Linked DNA regions of Sus scrofa: regions 1, 2, 3 and 5 are each linked to region 4. The links are chromatin contacts, called in public HiChIP or PLAC-seq and promoter capture Hi-C maps. All regions are on one chromosome and are shown on one strand. Each heading gives the region's core, a stretch centred on a gene start, on an enhancer-like site or on the middle of the called end of the contact. The rest is flanking DNA. Distances are from core to core; before and after follow the strand shown. Region 1 holds the start of SENP7 (sentrin-specific protease 7). Region 2 holds the start of CLDND1 (claudin domain containing 1). Region 3 holds the start of ZBTB11 (zinc finger and BTB domain-containing protein 11). Region 4 holds the start of TBC1D23 (TBC1 domain family member 23). Region 5 holds the start of PCNP (PEST proteolytic signal-containing nuclear protein).

Evidence for each region. Promoter capture Hi-C pulls out the DNA fragments that hold promoters and counts their contacts. HiChIP or PLAC-seq counts read pairs in DNA pulled down with a chosen protein or histone mark.
Region 1: an H3K27ac HiChIP or PLAC-seq map of alveolar macrophages shows a contact between it and region 4. The contact joins the promoter of SENP7 here to the promoter of TBC1D23 in region 4. A contact is called at or near these places in 1 of 5 promoter capture datasets (fetal liver) and 2 of 2 datasets of contacts at active chromatin or transcription factors (alveolar macrophages and skeletal muscle).
Region 2: an H3K27ac HiChIP or PLAC-seq map of alveolar macrophages shows a contact between it and region 4. The contact joins the promoter of CLDND1 here to the promoter of TBC1D23 in region 4. A contact is called at or near these places in 1 of 5 promoter capture datasets (liver) and 2 of 2 datasets of contacts at active chromatin or transcription factors (alveolar macrophages and skeletal muscle).
Region 3: a contact with region 4 is called in an H3K27ac HiChIP or PLAC-seq map of alveolar macrophages. The contact joins the promoter of ZBTB11 here to the promoter of TBC1D23 in region 4. A contact is called at or near these places in 1 of 5 promoter capture datasets (liver) and 1 of 2 datasets of contacts at active chromatin or transcription factors (alveolar macrophages).
Region 5: a promoter capture Hi-C map of liver shows a contact between it and region 4, with 4 times the contacts expected there. The contact joins the promoter of PCNP here to the promoter of TBC1D23 in region 4. A contact is called at or near these places in 1 of 5 promoter capture datasets (liver) and 1 of 2 datasets of contacts at active chromatin or transcription factors (alveolar macrophages).

Annotation. Positions count from the first base shown.
Region 1 is chr13:157,520,459-157,523,158 of Sscrofa11.1, reverse strand. SENP7 (sentrin-specific protease 7) reads right to left here and starts at 1,381. Exons shown (of 22, transcript XM_013990164.2): 1 at 1,219-1,381. The coding sequence starts at 1,258. It overlaps TRMT10C (mitochondrial ribonuclease P protein 1), which reads left to right and starts at 1,471. Exons shown (of 2, transcript XM_005657119.3): 1 at 1,471-2,372.
Region 2 is chr13:160,396,004-160,398,891 of Sscrofa11.1, reverse strand. It overlaps CLDND1 (claudin domain containing 1), which reads right to left and starts at 1,368. Exons shown (of 5, transcript NM_001243498.1): 1 at 1,319-1,368.
Region 3 is chr13:157,420,756-157,423,455 of Sscrofa11.1, reverse strand. It overlaps ZBTB11 (zinc finger and BTB domain-containing protein 11), which reads right to left and starts at 1,432. Exons shown (of 11, transcript XM_003132695.5): 1 at 877-1,432. The coding sequence starts at 1,186.
Region 4 is chr13:158,727,802-158,730,669 of Sscrofa11.1, reverse strand. TBC1D23 (TBC1 domain family member 23) reads left to right here and starts at 1,385. Exons shown (of 19, transcript XM_021071307.1): 1 at 1,385-1,656. The coding sequence starts at 1,604.
Region 5 is chr13:157,489,851-157,492,550 of Sscrofa11.1, reverse strand. PCNP (PEST proteolytic signal-containing nuclear protein) reads left to right here and starts at 1,287. Exons shown (of 5, transcript XM_003132696.4): 1 at 1,287-1,442. The coding sequence starts at 1,316.

The sequences.
Region 1 (2,700 bases), core at 132-2,631, 1.2 Mb after region 4:
CTGAAGACATACACACGTTTGTGTATATATGTATATATATATATACATAAATTTTGAAAGGCAAAGAATATCTCTAGAATACACACACACGCACACACACACAAATGGTAACATTGGTTGCTTATGAAAAGGAATTACAGATTTTAACTGCTTTAACCTGTGTCCCAGAGATCTCTGTTCCCTCTCCCTTGTGGATAAGGCCAAAAAACATTTGAAATGCACTGTCACAAGGGCACTCCTAAATAAATTTAGAATTGTTAAGACTGCCTATGCAACAATAGACAGCACAGTAAGAAATGAGAAAATGAAATGAAATAAATGATTTATCAAATGTTGGTGTATTAGGCTCTAAGCTTATTAAAGAGCCCTTGTTCCCTCCTCCTCTGGTAGATCCACGGGACTTAGCAGAGAAACTGCGGTAACCTTAATAGATGAGTTCTTTAACAAAAACTTGTTGACTGGAAGGAGCTCTACTTTACGTCTTGCAACTCCAATTTTGTGTTTCTAAGATGAAGTACCCCAAACTGAAGACAGTCATCTAACCCGTAAAGCAATTTCAGAAACGAAAATATGCTGAGAATAAAAACACAACGAAACAAGGCTTCAAATCCTTTGTTCGACTTTTTAATCACTTTCGGGAGAAGGGGGAGACTGGCAAAGTAAAGGTTATTAAGCGGGCCTGCTCAAAAAGACGAGACCCTTGGCAGCATTTAGGAGGAAAGAAGTGTCAATTAGCAAGCCCCGCCTTTCCTTCTTTGCAACCGCTTCTACCTGCCGGGAGGTGAGGGGTGAGAAAGAGGCCAAGTCGAGAATCAAAGAGAGGAAAGCAGGGTCGCGCACTGAGAAGCTCGAAATGAAACAGAAACATTGGTGGAATTAAGAAGGCGTGGCAGGAGAGCGACAAGCCAACCGGGAAGATACGTGGGCCGATGAGACCCAGGCAAGGTGCTCGCGAAAGGAAAGGAAACATGAAAGGGGAGACAGTATGAAGAGCGGCCAAGGCTTTGGTGACAGCTCGGATTGGGTCCGCAACTCGCAGGGGCCCGGGAAAGCCGGGAGCCTTCCATTGTGCGCGCCCTCCACTCCCTCCTCTCCCCTCCCCGCCCCCGCCGGAGCCCAAGCTCTCGCAGCTCCCGGCCGCAGCGCCCGTCGCCGTCTGTGCCTTCCATTTGCCCAAGGTAGAAGACAATATGCTTAGCGCCTCCGACCCTTTCTCACCGGATGAAGATCGCCGTCGCCCGGCTTTCCCCTTGTCCATCTTCTCCTCCTACTGCTAGAGTCGCAGTTGCAGTCGCTGTCACCTCAAGACCCCTCAGGCTGGGGGAGGGAGGGAGAGGGGAGACGGAGGGGAGGGAAAAAAAAAAAAAAAAAAAAAGCCAGGAAAGTGCGAATTGCGCTTGCGCAAAAGTCGTCGCCTGCCCTCAGACCGGAAATTAGCCTCCCCTCCCACCTCCATCCGGAAATCACTTCCTGGGAGTTGTTTTCTCTGCGGGTTACCCGCAAGTGTTTGCTTGGTGGCGCTTTTTTCACTCTCTCTCCCTCTGTGGGAAACTGAGGCTTTTTGCGAGGTTTTAGCCCGAGATCGTAAGGGGTTGTTGACTTTGAAGACTAGGTTGACTAGCAGTTAAAGCGGGGAAACTAAGAATTTCATCACTTCGCTGGATCCCGCGAGGGGATCACAGGAATAGCAGGATAAAGCATTACCCTTTTTGCAGTATTACTTTCCTCAGGACCTCGCCTATATATTTGTCTTCAAGGCGCTTCCTCAAACAAAAAGATTTTAACACCACAAAAATAAGTTGCGTAGCTGTTGATTTAGCAGTTGGAGTGGAAATTAAGTAAGGAGTGAGGAGAAAATATCGCAGTTACAGAAAATATCTCTTTAAATTTAAAGCTCATCATTTTTAAAGTCCTGGAGGGGGCGGAGCTGGGCCTCAGTTTTTTAAAACAAAATGCTGAGATGCCTGAAAGTGGATGGCTGTAAATGAATTTGTTCAAATAACTTTCATTTACAGTTGGTAAGGAAATAACCTGCCTTCAGTGAACTCAACGACTAGTACTTGTAGACTTTTTTTTTAATCCTTTCACAGAGCCCATCAGTTTAAAAAATTGACGTGTTTTATTAGCTATAATGTACACATTTGAATAACGTTTTATGTTTAAGCTTTCATCACAATAAGTTTAACAAAATTAAGCAGAGCGTTCCAGTCAGAGGTAAAACGATACTGGGATGTTACAAGAGTTTTAATATCTGCTCCCCCTCCCCCATTTCTAGGCTGGTAAAGGGACCTGCGCAACTCACCACTAGAGCCCTGGCTCCTTCTTCTTGAGCCATGCATCTGAATTACTGTGTGGCCTGTGCTGAGGTGGAGGTAAGACTCCAGGTGCTAATGCCTATTGGGCTGGGGGGAATGTTTTACTGGGCAGGAATGGCTGAAAAGCAGAAATACTTCCAGGCTTGCCGGGAAGGAAATTCGCTCTAATGATTTCATTTAGAGGCTCAAGTTTCTGTTTAACAAATAAAAACACTGCTTACTGAAAAAAATCTGAATTTTTAGTTTCCTCAAATCAACTTTTTTAATTGACTTATTTAACCCAATCATACTGACTTAGCCAGTATTTTAAAAAACAAATTAATTACAAAATATGGAAATAGAGTTGAGAGATGGGGAGGTTGTAAGTGGGCCTGATCCATTTCCA
Region 2 (2,888 bases), core at 119-2,618, 1.7 Mb before region 4:
TTAAGGAAAGACTGCAGAGCATTAACTGTTCTGAGTCTGGGTGTGAAAAGGGCAGAGGAAATGTGGTTAGGGCCCCCCCAGAACAAAGGGAAGGCAACGTGGAATCATCAGCATCTGTGTGCGCATGCGTAACTCTGTAGCATAGACCATCTAATCAAATGTATGTTACCCCATAAGGAAGACAAAGGGGCTAAAATGTAAAGGGGCAACTAATGAAGGGTATATAAAGCTACGCCCCCCTGCGCTCTCGGCTCAGCCGATGGATATGAATCCTGAGCCGGTGCAGGCACAAATAAACACTGCTTCCTGGCAATAAGCCTCGGTCCCATCTCTCTGTACGCAAGTCCGCCAACAGAAAAGGAAGCAGAGGAAATCGGCTCCTCCCAGTTTCCTCTGATTAGGGAAACCTTCCAAAACAAGGTTAAGAGTAGAGAGCTATTCAGAAGACAGTTGAAAACGCTTGTTAAACCAGAGAGAAGGTTGTTTCAGGCGCAAGAAATAGAAAAGAGAATAATAATATATAATAATGCTAGATATCAATCTGCCCCTAATCCATTAAAGCTAAACCAAGCTCCTTAACGCTGCCTAAGTCTTCACTCCTATCGACCGTCCTCATTCTTTATACTTTTGAACCTCCTCATCTGCAAACTAAATGATTCCTCCTCAGCCAGAAAGAAAACCCAGAATCGGGCAAAATACAAGCACTCCAAAGGCGTGGACAGGGCTCAACGGCAGTAGTAAATGGCCGCAGTAAAATGACTCAAGCCGGATCAAGCTGAGTCAAATACTGCAAGTATATACCATGACCGCACCAAACACCTTTAAAAGGAGTACGAAAACAGGCTCGCAAACTGGGGCTGCTGAGTTTGGAAAATGGCAAGTGACTCAGGAGAGACCAGAGCAATTACAATAATTAACTTTAACTCCAGAGGTTGGGTTTGTATTTTTATTCTTTTTTAATCCTTTTTCATCCTTGTGCTCTCAAATGACCTTAAAAGGTCCCGGGCACCGGAGCGGCAGTTCGCCCAGGCCGGACGCCTAGCGCTGTCACCTCGCGGGACGCACCTCGTGGCCGGGCGGGGGGTCGAGACTAGCCAGAGCTACGGCCGGGCAGCCCTGCGCGGTCCAGCCAGGGGCCTCAGTGACCGGGGCAGGCCCTTCCCCAGACCGCTCGGCCGAGGGAAAAGCCCCGCAACAGCCCCCCGCTCAGAACCCGCACACCCCGGCCGCGCCCGGGTAGGGGGCCCCTTTTCAAACGGCTGGAAACGTCCAACAGCTACGCGACCCCTGCCGAGCGACGCCGGCCCCGCTCACTCACCGCCCATCCTCCTGCTCCGCCAGCTTCACCCTCAAGCTCAAACCACAGAACCCTACTCTCCCCACGCCTCTTCTGACGCACTTCCCTGCAGAGCCCGCCCCCTCCATAACTCCCGCGCCTCCGCCTCCGCCTCCACCCCGGGCTGGGCCTGGCCACAGAGCCGAGGGGGCTTGTGGGAGTTGTAGGAGGGACAGAGGAAAAGCAGCGAGAGGCAGCGGACGGCATTCCCGGCGCCGCGCGCGGCGAGTTGTGGGAGGTGTAGTTCGGCTCCGGAGGGGCAGTCGGTACGCGAAAGGGAGGTCTGGGCTGTTGGATTCTTATTTTTTACTGAGGAAGGAACGAACGTCCACCAAGTAAGGCGACCTGCCTGGTCACTGATACTCATTAGTTGTGACTTTATGAGTCGGATTTTCCAATCTTGTGTTTTCCTCACCACTACCCTACTTGTGAACAGCAATGAGATTATACTTTCGAGATGATAACCCATTGACTTACTCTCTCACAACCTCGCTCTCATTGCACCAGATAGTCTTTCTGATTTTATTGCTTAAGTTTAGACTAAGAAGGATGTAATCTGACAGACAGTATCCAACTAGCATGTAATGGCATCCTTTGGGTTTCATACAATTTTTGTTTGTTGGCTGCTTTCTCTTTATGGCAAGTGATATTTTCTATTGTAGTAAAGCACCCTTTTAAAATTAATTACAGTTAGTTAAAGAAAAACATTAAGTTAATGCTGAGAGTCCCAGATATGTCAAAAAAAGTGAATAAAAAATTGTTTATATAGTATGAAAAAGACTGAATTTTTGAGAACATTGCCTTAAGCAGAAAGAATCATGCACAACCTGAGAGACTGCAAATGACTTTATGGCTCAGAGAAAACAAAATGAGCCTTCAAGTATTGCATATAAATTCACAGACAGAAAGCAGGGACATCTCTGTAGTGATGTGTATAGACCCATGAATGTGGCATGAGACCAGCAATGATAGGTTTCTCAACAGGTACCTACAGAGACGGCCAACTCAAGGACCAGAGGTGCTGTCAAACCCTACTTCACCCCTCAAATGCCTTCAAATTTAGCTACAGAACAGGAGAAAGGTGGGAGCCCCAGGCTGATACTAAATTTCTACCACCCTGACAGACTGAAGACATAGCTATCTGTTTCTCTATCTTTAGCTATATTTCTTTTGCCTAAGTTGAACTGCTATTCATATCTAACACATAAGTAAAATAAGGTAATAGAATATAATATTCAAATATGACTGGATTTTCATGTAGAATACCTTGCCAGAGGAGAATTGTCAGAGGAACCAACCAGAGAAAATGGTAGCAGTGCACAGTAAATTGTTAATTTGCATTTAGAGCCCCTCCATGCATTTATTCACAAGGAAATGGCTATATACATTGACCTTCTCTAGAAATTCCCTACCTTCAGAACTATATCTCTAGTGAAGTTACAATACATCCAGGTTAAAGAGAAGTTTAGAAAAGGAAGAGGAAGACACCACCTCAGTTCATGGACAAGAGAATTGAGACCAGGGAATAACACTTCAAGCTTGAATATTGAGG
Region 3 (2,700 bases), core at 183-2,682, 1.3 Mb after region 4:
TGCTATACTCCTTGACCAATCACAGAAACTTCATCTTTCCCAGGTATGTGTTGTGTTTCAGGGTTTTCAAAGCGCTCTTCACATTATCAACGGGATATATACTAAAAAAAAATCTTATAACACTATGTAAAAATATAACATTCAGAATTCAAAATATCTGCTATTAAATCCTTGCTCTAAAAACTAGGGCCCAAAATGACTTTCAAACAACAGCAAAAGCCAAAAAACCCTGTTTCCACGTAGTCACTCCAAATCACTTCTGCACAAAATCGCATGATTCCTTAATTACGCCGCAGTAGCGTGCTATGAGGAATCCCGGCAAGTGGACACGCAGAACCTCAAAACCACTGGCCAAGACCCTAGTGGAACGCCCTGCAGAAAGCTTCCGGACTCTTGGCGGACCGTCCCTTCCCCCAACCATCGGCACAAACAGGAACTCAAAACGCACAATACAGAGCACCGCAACCGCCGCCCGCCTCCCGCCGCCGAGAAACTTCCGCCAAGAGCAGGAGCCACCGCCTCCCGAGCTACCGAAAGAGGAGGGCCGGGAGCCGCCCGCGAGTCCCAGCCCCTCCCCGTGGCTGGGCCGGCCCCCGGGGAAGCCCCCATTCGCCCCACCCCGAGCCAGGACCCGCCCCCCAGCTTCCCCGGCCTCCTTCCTGTGGGAAGTGCGGCTCCTTTCACGTCCCCCACCCTCTCGGCTCCGCCTGGCAGCCACTCCGCCGCTAAGCGCAGGCCAGGCTGGACCGGCGAGTGGTGCCGGAGAGGAGCAGTGCGGGCCCTCACACTGGCGATGCACACAGGCCTGCCTCCACCTGCGGGCCTAGCCAGGCAGCAAGCCGCCCGCCCTCCCCCTTGCCGCGGGCGAGGTCCTACCTCGCCACCAATACGTCTTGGACAAGTCGTGCCAGGTCTGATGCTGGGTGTGGTGAGTGCCGCCTGGACCCAGGTGCGCCGCCTCGATGAGACCCCGGCGCCGCTCGGGCTGCAGCACTACCTCCAGCTCGGCGAAGGTCTTGCGGTGCCTCTGCCGTCGCTGGTAGTACAAGGTCCCATCGCGCACCACGTAGCAGGCGGCTGCCTTACGGATTTTACGCTTAACATTGCCCTCGGTGCCCGGCGCGTATGGCTCGCACTCGTTCGTCAGGTAGCGCAGGATGGCCTGGTAGCTTTCCTCGCTTGACATCGCTGACGGCGGCTCCCTGAGGGCGCCTGTCAATGGCAGGAGAGAAAAACAGTGCACTGGCTCCAGGCGGATGCAACAACGGCGGCAGCACTGTAGGGAGTTACGACTGTGTCTGTGGTGAATACTCTTCGACGGCGCCCGCAGCGCGGAGGGAGAACCGACGAGTTGGTAACCAGGGGGAACTGCACTTCTCCAGCGCGCGGGATCCGCTGGCGACTGACAAAATGGCTGCTGCACCACCGGAAGTGACGCAAATCAAGGGCAGTGGGTGAGGGGACTAAGCCCTGATTGGAGCTGGAGTGCAGAGGCTTTCTGGATTGATCTAGCGGACTGAGTGACGTCAGGACTGCGGTCGGACATTTTGGAAGCGGGTAGGCCCTTCTGGGGAGACAGAAGTGGTTTGGGGCAGACATCTTAAGTCCTGGCAATTTCCCTTTTGATTTTTCCCTTCTTTCCCATGCTCTGAGCACGTGTAGGAGCTTGTGGGCAGTTGTTTATACCCTCGGTGATACCTTAGGATGTAAAGGAGCCTTTTTTTCCTACGTGACGACGCTTGGAGACCCTCGACAACGCAAATACGCCAGATTTTGAGGCTCTTAGTAAAGTATTAGTCAAGGGATACAAGACCAAAGAATGCCCTTTTACACGGAAATGTAGCTTCCAGTGTTATAAAATCCAAGTCTCTCCGTTATAGGAGTTACTGTAATTTCTAAGAATCAGCTGGTTCAAAACTACGCATGGTTTTCCTGGAATTATCGGTTGATTCAGTGATGATTTTCTACCAGTGAGGGCACTTAGACTAGCTAACACTATTTCCTTACAGCTTATTTACATATATTTTCACATTAGCTTGGGAGGAAAAATTTTCCATTTTACACCCAACATATATTGAAGGCACAAAAGGCCAAGGTAATTCGACCTACGTTTTCCAATGTGCATTCTAGTTGAGATATTTAGCCTGGAGCGGTCCTGGTCAACCCGTCCCTAGGTCGGATATGCAACGCAGATTAGAGACACAGGCCTATGACATTTAAAGCTACTGGGGTAGAGCGCTGTTAGTGCTTAAACTGGAGCCTGAAAACCCTGGGCCAACCCTCTTACATCCCATCCTGGAGTCTGCAGTCGCTTGGGTGAGGGTCTAACCCTTACGGATACAAGTGAAGACAGACCACAGTTGAAAGCAGTAGGCTCAAAGAATGGAGTGCAGTCTGCACCGTGCTTGGGCAGCGGGGGCGGGGGAAAGAGGGGGGGGTGTCAGAATTTCCTAACGGCCAGAGATACTTAAGGCAGTTTAATATTCTAGCTATTGGTACCTGAACTGCCAGGCCCAGAAAATACAGCTGCCAGGATTAGGGTTTACATAGGCTGCTCATTCCACAAATTACCGTTGGGGTAGGAGGTATTAGAAGCAGACACGCATTCCTCCCCCGCCTCCACGGGGTGGGGCACCCAGAGTGGGTGGTCCAGATCCACCCTTCCAAGGGTATTGTGCTGGGTCAGCACTACCACTGTTT
Region 4 (2,868 bases), core at 136-2,635:
TTGCCAGCTAGCAGATACAGCTGGCCTAGACACAATTACACTGACCAAGGCTTTGTCATTTTTCACTTATCTAACTCTAATGAGTCCCGATCTCCCTGCTGGCTCATTCTCCCTTTAAAACCCCTAATCATCTCTGAACAAATCAGGATGGAGCTCAGTCCTTTCCCCTACTGTCAAACTGTTTTGCTGCTTTAACTAATGTCTGGCTGTGTTTATCCTTGAGAACTGCCCTTCCGATTTTTCTAATATATCATTCTGGTGCATTTCTAAAAAGCATATATGCATCTATTAATAAATACATTGTGCTGCCCTTTTTTTTTTTTTAAGGGCTGCACCCCAGGCATGTGGAAATTCCCAGGCTAGGAGCCAATCAGAGCTGTAGCCTCTGGCCTACACCACAGCCACAGCAACACCAGATCTGAGCCATGTCTACTACCTACACCACAGCTCATGGCAGCACCAGATCCTTAATCCACTGAGCAAGGCCAGGGATTGAACTCACTTCCTCATGGATACCAGTGGGGTTGGTTACCACTGAGCCACAGTAGGAACTCCCATGTTGCCTATTTTTAACACCCAATATGACACTGTACTTTATCTGCCCTTCTGCAGTCTGTTCTGTTCTTTTAACATCATATTTTCCAGATTATCTATATTGATACATGTGGCTCTATTTCAAGAGCATTGGGTCCAGGATTTGCAAAAGCATCTCCCTAGGTCCAACCTCCTGAACTCATGTCTACTGTTAGGCCCAGGGGTGGTCAAGAGGAAACAAAGAGCTGGTGCTTTGGTGGTGATGGTGTGGACTGAGCTTGGATGTGGAGGCCGTGGTGTCCTCTCATTTGGAGTGAAGGGGGAAGTGGCGCGGGAAGAGAAGAAACGTGGCAGTGATCCCTGCCTGCAACTCCACAGAGTTCCGGAATTCTAAATTTGGACTTGATCTTCCATATTAGAAAGGTATGTTTACAAAGGTGGGCGGCTGGAGCAGATTTCCTTTACTGTTTAGCGCTTTTTTTTTTTTTTTTTTTTTAATACGACTTCTATTCAGACATCAAGTATGTGGTCACCATTTGTACGTGTGACCGTACCCCACAAAGAGGGGTGGTTGTGACTTTTCCTCACATCCCACTCTCTCCTCAAACACAACTGTTACTCTAGGAAATAGTTCATATATGACTCTCCTATCTCCACCGTCCCTGTGGACTTCTCACCTCGCCTCCTCTCCCCACTCTCTAGGCCTCTCAAATCTGACTTCAAGTAGGACGCCAAGACGGAACGAAGACGCTAACTGGACGCCAAGAAGCGACGCTCACAAGGCCTCCTACTGGGGCGCAGGCCCTCACCAAGCCCCGCCCACTGCGCACGGCCCAGGCCCTGCGGCATCCTGGGACACGTAGTCTTTGGCGGGGCAGCACCTCACCGAGTCTCCTCCTCCAAGCTGCCTTTCGCCCTCGGGACGTCGTGACGTTGAGTTCCTCCAGTCTTCCTTTCCCTCATCCAGAAGCTCAGTCCCAGACTTCCGAGGCCCTTTTGCGACATTGGGTTTCAGTCGGTCTCGGCGCCGGGTCCACTTTTCGGCAAAGTGACGTGGACGTCAATAGCAATGGCGGAAGGAGAAGAGGTCCCGCCACCGCCAACGTCGAGCGGCGACGGCTGGTGAGTGAAAGCCCTGGGCTGGTTCGCACTGCCCCTCTATTCTTCCTTGTCACCACCTTGCCGGTCCCCGAGGAACCAGCAGGCGCCGGTATGGAACGGGAAGACCAGTCCTGCGAGTCCGGCGCCCTGCCCCGCCCCCTCTGCCCGCCGGGTCCCCTCTGGCAGTCCTGTCGTGCCCAGGGGTCTCAGGCCGGACTCGTAGGGAGGGGAGTGTCGTCCAGGAGCTGGGCCTCACTTCAGCCTTCCATTTTCATCCACCGCTTTCCAAAACATGTTGGAGATATGTGGCTTCAGGGCTTGGTTTGGCCGTAGTTCCTGCCTCCGAAGAGTTACATTAGGCTGGTTAGGAGAGAAGTTTAGCGTATGGAGATCTGAGGCACCTGAATACTTGAAGAAAAGACCACTTGAAATTGCTAACCCGACCTTTGCCCGAGGGTTCAGAGGTTGAGAAATACACCTAGGGAGGATCCCTCATACATAATTGAGGTATTTTTTGTCCTAGTTTTTATTTCTCATTTTACGTTCCAGTAGTTTCTATCTTCTCTTTCACACAAGTTTTTTCCCTTCCTACCACTTTCCCTACAGCTCGATTTCAGAGCTTGGGTTGCGATGTAGGACATCGCTCTTGCTCCGCCCAGGCCTTTTCATGCTTACCCGATTTATACTGGGGGTTGTGATGAGGACCTCCAGCAATTTTTTTTTCTTTTTTTTTTTTTCTTTTTGCCATTTTTTGGGGCCGCTCCCGCGGCATATGGAGGTTCCCAGGCTAGGGGTTGAATCGGAGCTGTAGCCACCGGCCTACATCAGAGCCACAGCAACGTGGGATCCAAGCCACGTCTGCGACCTACACCACAGCTCATGGCAACGCCGGATCCTTAACCCACTGAGCAAGGCCAGGGATCGAACCCTCAACCTCATGGTTCCTAGTTGGATTTGTTAACCGCTGAGCCACGACGGGAACTCCGTCCAGCAATTTTTTGGTAGACTTTAGTCACAGAGTGTCGTTAATCTCTGGAAAAGTCTGCTACTTTTGAAATCTTCCCAAAACACTTTTAAAGCTAACGTCATTTTAAAAAAGCAAAACCTTTAGAAGCTTGTCGAGTTTTTACTTACTTAAAATGGATTTAAGTGTATTGACAGCATGTATTAGATAGTTTTAGATTTGCTTGCTTCTATTATACATATACAGCTCACTGGCACTCTCTCTGCCTA
Region 5 (2,700 bases), core at 38-2,537, 1.2 Mb after region 4:
ATGGAGTTCCTGGGCCAGGGATCAGATCCAAGCCATAGTTTTGACCTATGCCACAGCTGCCATAATGCTGGATAGTTTAACCCACTGCGGTGGGTGGGGGATTGAACCTGTGTCCTGGTGCTGCAGAGATACTGCTGATCTCTTTGCAGCGGCAACTCCCAAAGAACTTTTGAGCCATCTAAGGAGTTTTTTTTAAAAAAACATATACCGAGGTAAGGAGTTCCTGTTGTGCCTCAGCAGGTGAAGGACCCTACCTTGTCTCTATGAGGATGGGGGTTCAATCCCTGGCCTTGCTCAGTGGATTGAGGTTCCTGGGTTGCTGCAAGTTGCAGGTAGCAAAATCACTCTTTGAGCAAATAATATTATTATTTGCATTTTATACAGAAGGAAGCCATATGTCTGTAGGCAGTAAGAAACCAACAAGATTTACTCAGCCAGTAAAAGGATTCAAACTCAACTTCTGGCTCCTTTAAGATCAATTTTTGTAACAATCACAGCATATTATAGGGCAAACCCAGAAACTACACTTCCCTAGGCAAGGAATCGACCCTGTGTAGCAAGAGGGCAGTATAAATATAGAGGAAAAAGGCTGAAAAAAAGCTGAAAAGTTAGGCTGCGGCCCAATATAACGCTTGGACTTGATTCTGCAAACCTGGGTATCCCCTAAAGGTTTCTGAGCAAGGCAGAAACTACTGAGGTCTTCACATAATAAAGTAACTCGTCTTGACACAGAAATTGCGGCATGTTAAAAAAAAAAAAAAGTTTTACCACTTGCCTACGTGACCTTGGACAAATTTTTCTTTGGCTTCAACGCTCACATCTAATTAAAAAGAGGATGATTCCTCATCGGACTATTGCGATTAAAACGAGGTAGTGTTTGACACAAGGGGGCGCCCAATAAACGTTGATTTCCCCTAGAATTTGGGTTTTGGGGGGTTTTTTTGTTTTTTGTTTTTTGTTTGTTTGTTTATTTTGAGTAGGTACTCTAGAGCTAGCAAAACCAGAATGAAAGAGCCTACTGGCTTTGGCTGCCACCACACCACCGGTCTGCAGAGATCGTACATAATTTCACCAACGTTTCTAGAATTATGCTCCAACCTCCTCTAACTTCTTCGGAACCGCTTCTGGACCATGAAAATCTAACTGAAGTCCGAAAGTTCCTAACCAGCGATCCGCAGAACCATCCAACTTCCCCCACCCTTCCCTCGGAGGTACTCGCCGGTGAAGTCACATCCACTTCCGTTTCGGAAAGGGCCTCTTGCCTATCTCTAGGGCCGCTCTAGGCTGCCTCTTCCACGGCTGGCTCCGAAGCTCAATGGTTGCTGGGCAGGGCCGTGACGTCTTTGGCGTGGCTGCAGGGGAGGCCGCGGCGGGGAAAATGGCGGACGGGAAGGCGGGAGAGGAGAAGCCTGAGAAGCCGCAGCGAGCTGGAGCCGCCGGAGGTGAACACAACCCCAGCGTCGCGGGCTACGTGGGATGCTCTGGGCCTTTCTTTGAGCTTCCCTGGGTGGGGGGAGTAGGTTGGGGCGAGAATGGGCGGATCTGGCGCTCACCCGGCCAGGCGCTGGGCCCAGACGAGCCCCGGGCACGCCCGGTGCGGCCCGCTGGGATCTGAGCCCACATCACCTTCTTGCCGGGGTACAGCCGGTCACTGTTCGTCACTTCTCGGCCCCAGCGGAGGCCCTGCTTCCGAAGAGAAGGGAGATGGGCCCCAGACAGGAGGACCGAACTCGGGGTAGGACTAGGAGTCGCGGTGCAGGAGCCGCTACCGCCACACCGGAGACGCACATCACACAAAACGCTCAGGCGGGCTCACCCAGTGCGAATTATCCAGCTGTGGCCGCAGGCCGAGTTTCCGACGGTGCCGGGGCCTCTCAGTTACACCTAGGAGTTAGTTTGCTGTTCCCTTTTCTCTAAGAAGGCGGACGACTCCGGCCTTTTTCCTTTCTTTATTTTCAAGCCTAATACTGATCCTGTAACGGGATATATGGAGGCGATTGGGGCGGGGGGCGAGGAATACATTTGCCTGCCTCCTGGTTTAATCTGCGGGGTCTAGGGTTAGGGTTTGGTTGCCTTTCTTTACAGTGTCTGCCTTTTCTGAGCTAGGCTGTTGCCAGCTAACTTCATGCCAGATATTAAGGTGGCTAAATAGGCTAGTGTGACTTTTCCTGTATTTCGTTACGAGGTAAACTCAAGTTACAGCTATCTTTATTCTGTCACCTCCACCCCTCTAAATTTGGGTCTTGTGCATTAAGGAAAATAAATAGCATGTAATCTCTCCAGCCCTCCCGCCCCTTTGTCCTAACTAGGCTGGTGACAACACGTGCAAGCTGATCATAATGTCTTTAGAACGTTTTAAGTACTACACTCGATTCTAACTCTCCTTAAAGTCTTATCCCTGAAAGTTTTTAATACTAAAACATACATAAGATTAATAGTCTATGAGGACAACTATTTGGACCTTCCAACAAGTTTAATGTGAATTGACTTGGGATCAAAAATTGAGAAAAGTGTAATCAGTGTTCGATTACTTTGGACCCAGACTTTCCTTTTCAAAAGTTATGTACAGTGCTGTTAGTTGAGCCCAAACTCCCTTCCCCCTTCTCATTCCCCTCTTGTCTTTTTTAAATTAAAACTAGTAGAATGGTTTATGAAACAACAGTTTAAACCACTTAGTACTACCTCATTAGCAATTTGATT